2 separate regions of the Mus musculus genome follow, and region 1 is linked to region 2. The links are chromatin contacts, called in public Hi-C maps. All regions are on one chromosome and are shown on one strand. Each heading gives the region's core, a stretch centred on a gene start, on an enhancer-like site or on the middle of the called end of the contact. The rest is flanking DNA. Distances are from core to core; before and after follow the strand shown. Region 1 overlaps Rora (RAR-related orphan receptor alpha). Region 2 has its middle 110 kb from the start of Gm20745.

Region 1 (2,700 bases), core at 7-2,506, 1.2 Mb before region 2:
CATGGCTGGTTTTATTTTCAATGTAATATTCAAGGGGTGTGTGTGTGTGTCTTCAGCTCCTGACTCTTGTTCTAAGCTCAGCATTTTGGAATATACATGACATGAGTTGGGGAACAGGGACATAGACCCGGTGATTAATTAAGAGCTGGTTTAACAGGTCTAAATTTCATTCTCTCTCTCTCTCTCTCTCTCTCTCACACACACACACACACACACACATACACACACCTGTTAAGTACCACATGTCTGATTCAGCAAGACTCCACCCACAAGGTTAATGAGAGAGTGAGAGAGAGAGAGAAGGAGAGGAGGAGGAGGAGGAGGAGGAGGAGGAGGAGGAGGAGGAGGAGGAGGAGGAGGAGGAGGAGAGAAGAGAGATTGCAAACCGAGGTCCCAAATTATGTTGTCAAGGGTAATTCACCAACCAACTACAAGCTCACCCAGTTTAAACTGTCCTATTTGGTGGGGGATTTCATGTGGCATATTAGGTGAAGTTTGAGATGCCCACCTTGGTACCGAGTTTGCTGCCTGAAGGAAGAGGATCCGATCTCTCCTGTGAGGAATCTTTCCTAAGTAAATGGCAAGTGGTAGGAGGGAAATTGGTTCTCATTTGCCCTGCCTTAGGAAGTGAGGAACTGCAAGCCACATCCCCCCACCCCCCACTCCCCTAAAGGATCTGGCCATGAGGTAAAGCATTCCTCCCTTTGTCTTAAGCTCCCCTTTGATGTGCAAGTCACTGGTGGAGTAAACCGTGATGACTTTGATGTTGAACTTGGAGACTTTATTGTTACTAGCATGCCTATAAGGAGAGCCGCCAGTCACTTCTCACATCTGAACAACCATGTTCCTTTACAGCCCCTTTTTTACAAGCATCAAATCCTTAAATACATGTTTTCCCATTCCTGTTGATTACTATGCTATCTGTGGTGGGGGAGGGCTGTGCTCCAATGTAATTGCAGCACCCACGTTTTCTGTAAACACCCCGAGGCGAGGCATCGTCAGATGGCTGGTAACCAAACTCCCTCAACAAGAGAAGCTTAACTGCAAAACAAATTTCTAGCAAATAAAAACATCCCGAGAAACTCTCTGAGCCATTTTAGTAGTCAAAAGGAGGAGTTTGGTCAGTATTTCTCCTAAGCAACCATTTGAAACGACACAGAAACTGTAAAAGAGTTGGCGGCGGCGGCAGGGGCCTGCGGAGAGGCTGCCAAAAGTTTGAACCATCTTAACTCATTGTAACAACTTTGTTTCTCTGCAGTGGTGGAAACAGGAAACTTCTGTTAAGACGATTCTGCTGGATAGAAGCCTGGCTTTCCCTTTAAATTTCTACCCAACCAGAAACAGGCAATGTGCTCAGTCTTTAAAGGAGCTGTTGAAGATACAACTCTAATTTCACGTGCTGACTCCCATCAGATTTTTCTTTCCAAACTTTGTTTAATCACTTCTGGAAATGTCAAATATCATCCCCTCACCCCAACCCTCACTTACATCACAGGAAACTGGTGTCTAACAGACCCTTCTCCTTCGATCAACATTGTAATAAAACTCAAGTTCTTTTGGATTTCTGGCTTCAGATGAAGTAGGGACAGATCTCCATGTTTCCTTCTGGTTCTGTTTGCTGTTGTTGTTTTGTTTGTTTGTTTGTTTGTTTTTAAGCAGGTGGCCCAGGAGGCACAGCATTTCTGCCTGCTAATCACTGGGGAGAAATGGGGGGGTGTACTACATCTCTTAGGGATCTGGGGCTTTAGTGTGCCGTTGGGAATACAATCACGGTGGAATACAGTGGTTTAGGCTGTTTGGTGGTCTTCATTTTTCAGTTAATACCCCACTCCTAGGTTTCAACTCAACCATCAAAAATGGAAAAGGCTTTGGGCTAGAACTTGATAAAGCAGGGCTGTAATTTGCCAGAACTAAGTTTAGGCATATTTGTTAATATTAATGAAAGCCTTCTTGTTTTAAAATGTATTTAAATAGCTGGCATTAGTAATTACCTCTTTCTACCTTAGAATTTTCACTTCCAAAAGGAGCTGGTTAGCCGACTGAAGTATCTTAAGCAGTTATAGTTGGGGACAGGGAGTAAAGAAGTCAGCAGGCTTCTGTGTGCCTTTCCTACATCTTGAACGAGAGACCCCAGCCCACCTTTCAACTGTAACGGAAACATTTTTTTTTCTTATAGAAACATGAACTCTGGAAAAGACCTTGGCAGCTGTCAATCACAACCTTCTAATTTTACAAACAGGGCAAGAAGGCAAGCGAAGAAAACCTGCCAGTTACCATGCAGCAGATCCAGACTAGAGCCCATGCCTTCATCCGCTTCCCTCCACACGCAGGCTGGGGCTTTCCACTCCTCAACACCGTGTGGCAACTGGGGGCCCAGATGACTCATGCATCAAATAAAGGTGTTGAACTTAAGCGATTTCTCAATCAGAATCATCTATGCAGCTTACAATTTACCAGCACATGCGATCCACCAAGGCCATCAGACCAAAATCACCAGAATCTCAAATAGAACACGCACACACAAATACACATATATTGTTTAAAATTTGACTTTTAAGTACATGTCTGTGTGTGTGTGTGTGTGTGTGTGTGTGTGTGTGTGTGTATGTGTGTGGGGGGTATGTGCACATGAGTACAGGAGGCCAGTAGAGCGTGTTGGATTGGGTTGATTGGCCTGGCATGAGCACTGTGACTAAAACT
Region 2 (2,744 bases), core at 233-2,732:
AATTAATTATATTTAAGTTAAAACTTTTGGATTACAATAGACATCACAACAAACAACTAACCAGAGAAGACACTTGGTAGTGACATGGGTTTTAATGAGGCTATCCAAAACTATATTCCTGATATCATTAATATAAAGACAAATATACCATAGGAAAAGAAACAAATTATGGGCGTAAGCAATTTATAAGAAAGGGAGAGAATGCCACCACTGTATGAGTTTAGAACAAATTTTAAACCTCAAGACATCAGATAAATTAAGTACTGCCAACTTTGGGGCAAATACAAAGTTATAACCCTCACACCATCCTGAGGGAAATACAACTGATGAAATACTTTTAGGGAAGAACTTAGCAATACATGTATCTTGTGGTTCAACAATTCTATTCTTTGCCTGCTTCTTCTGATGTCATCCAGTTGGCTTTCCCCTTTAAAAGATAACAACCACTTTGGACAGCTCCCAGCCACGGGTAACTCCAGCTACAGATGTCTAATCCCCTCTTCTGACCTCTTCAGGTACTGCCTTATATTCACATACAGAGATGTAGTAGATACACAGGCACATAAATAAAACATAAAGTAAATCTTTAGGAAAAAAAAAAAAAAAACAACCAAAATGATTTTGAACACCAGTGTCATCACATCTCATCTTCACTTTAAAAGAAAAAAAGAAGTGTTTTTTTTTTTCTGTAATCTAAAGTTTCAAGCAATTGAAAAAAAATTTAAATTATCTTACTTATTTTGTGTGGTAACTTTGTTGCCAAAGTTGGTACTACCTTTGATACCCAAACCAGAAAATTTTCACAAAGATTTTCCAGGAAAGTTGAATAAAAATCATTACTGCAGCATTACTAGAAACATTCAAGATAGAAATGTGCACAGTCAAGAAGTGACTGCCTTGTAGCATGGTAATAGGATGGGCAGAGTACAACACAGATGTCCCAGCGAGCCAGTGAGGGCTATCAGTGCCAACACAGAAGACCACAGCAAATAGAGAGCACTAAGACGGTTGTGATGTGCTCCTGCTAAATGACGATGGCTGGCTAACATGCTCTATGACTAGAGAAGCATAAAACTACGGGGATACCAAGCACACTGAAGTCATCTCACTGCAGAAGGGAAAAGGGTAATATTGGAGAGAGGTGGGGCTGAATCACTGGCTCAGTACACAGATACCTGCTGGCAACCCTGCCAACCAGCATTCTATACCTAGGACCCACATGGTAAAAGAAGAACAGACTCCTGCCAACTGCCATCTGACCTCCACACATGCACTATGTCACACATGGCCCCACACTCATACACACGCAAGCAAAATAAAATAAATTTAAATGTAATAAAAAGTTTTAAATAAAGATTTTAACTTGGCCAGAGCAAAAGTAAAAGACTGAAAGAAAGCCAAGTTCCTTCTACAGCCTTCTTCCTGGGCCAGTGCCCCCAGTCAGAGTCTCTCCAGGACACCAGGGTACAAACAATGTTTTCTTTCACCAGATTTGAACCATTTGTACACACAGCATCTTTGCTCCTTCAGTCAGCTTCCCCTGGTGCAGCCAAAATAGCTCATTCTCCCACCCTTCCCCCATTCTGAAACCAAAAGACAACAGCTGGCTTCTCCAACTTCTGGCAGTTACAAAGAGTTTTCCACCATTCCTGGAATGTGGGTAAACAAACATTTCTAGACTCCCTTTTCATTTCAGGCTCAGTTTTCATCTTCTAAGACTTGAGCCCCCAACTAAGTGGGAGGCAGAAGGGAGCCGGTAGTATTTTGCTCTGCAACCCTGGACCTGGGCTCAACACCTGGAACACTTCTAAAGACAGAAGGAAAGAATCAATGCCACTATGTTGACCTCTGACCTCCACATGTATGCCATGACATGCACACATGCAAACAAGAGTGGGAGAGTTCCTATGAGTTAATGTGCCCCACTCTGCCTCACTGGCTCTCCTTTCCTGATAGTAAAGACGCCCTGGGTATCATAGCACAGAATACATTCCCTGCAGTCCTATTCTATCTGACACTTCAGACAAGGCACCTAGGACCTCTATGCTTCCATTTCAACCTCCATAAAAGGGAAGTAAAAACAGATCTCTAAGGAAGTTACTGGGAGCTTTGGATACTGAGTTCCTTCAGTGGCATACACACTGTACATCAGTCACCATGTTAGTGCTATATCTGTCTTACTAATCCTCTACTCTGAGAGAATGGAAAAGAGAATGCCAAAAGGCACACAGCAGTTGCCATATAGCTCTCTTCCCAATTAAAACTCTTTCCTGGAGGGAGGCTTGGTAAGACTCAGGAAGTCACTGAAACTTACACGACACAGGAAGTTCCTGGAACCTTCTTGGCAAGGCTGTTCTCCAAGGTTATATAAAGTATAAGAGTTGCATAGGACAAAGACTCTCCAATCAGCAGAGCTGCCTGCAAGGCAATGTCTGCAAGTCCTGCTTTGAGGTTACAAGAGCTGCATGGAGGCTTCAAGTCCTGCATTGCTTTTATGAGTAGCCACCCATATTGGGGCAGGCTTTGGAGATGAAGTATCCCTAACCCATATTCCTGAATAGAACCTTAGTAATCTCAAGTTCCATTGAAGATAAACACAGGCCTCACTGTGGTGCTTTGAATGAGAATGTTCCCCTATAGGTTCAGATATTTGAATTCTTGGTCCTCAGTTGGTGGTGATGTTTGAAGTCTAGGAAGTGTGGTCTTGCTAGAGGGCATAGGTCACTGGGAGTGGGAGGCTTTGA

Evidence for each region. Hi-C and Micro-C count contacts between places; a contact is called where the count stands out from the background.
Region 1: a contact with region 2 is called in a Hi-C map of uterus, with 4 times the contacts expected there. The contact joins two enhancer-like sites. A contact is called at or near these places in 5 of 484 Hi-C or Micro-C datasets (all in uterus) and 2 of 115 datasets of contacts at active chromatin or transcription factors (embryonic forebrain and embryonic limb bud).

What each region holds. Positions count from the first base shown.
Region 1 is chr9:69,300,132-69,302,831 of GRCm38.p6, reverse strand. All of the region lies in intron 2 of Rora (RAR-related orphan receptor alpha), which reads right to left. Gm46153 (a long non-coding RNA gene) reads left to right here. Exons shown (of 2, transcript XR_001779364.2): 2 at 2,177-2,412. Among named protein-coding and RNA genes, the nearest start is that of Gm46153, 4.1 kb to the left of the region's middle. Within about 2 kb of position 1,256, at least 66 of the 459 cell types and tissues checked have an H3K27ac peak or open chromatin away from gene starts, as enhancers often do. A contact at or near this core is called in uterus, where this site is marked.
Region 2 is chr9:68,130,274-68,133,017 of GRCm38.p6, reverse strand. No RefSeq gene overlaps it. Among named protein-coding and RNA genes, the nearest start is that of Gm20745, 110 kb to the right of the region's middle. Within about 2 kb of position 1,482, at least 14 of the 459 cell types and tissues checked have an H3K27ac peak or open chromatin away from gene starts, as enhancers often do. A contact at or near this core is called in uterus, where this site is marked.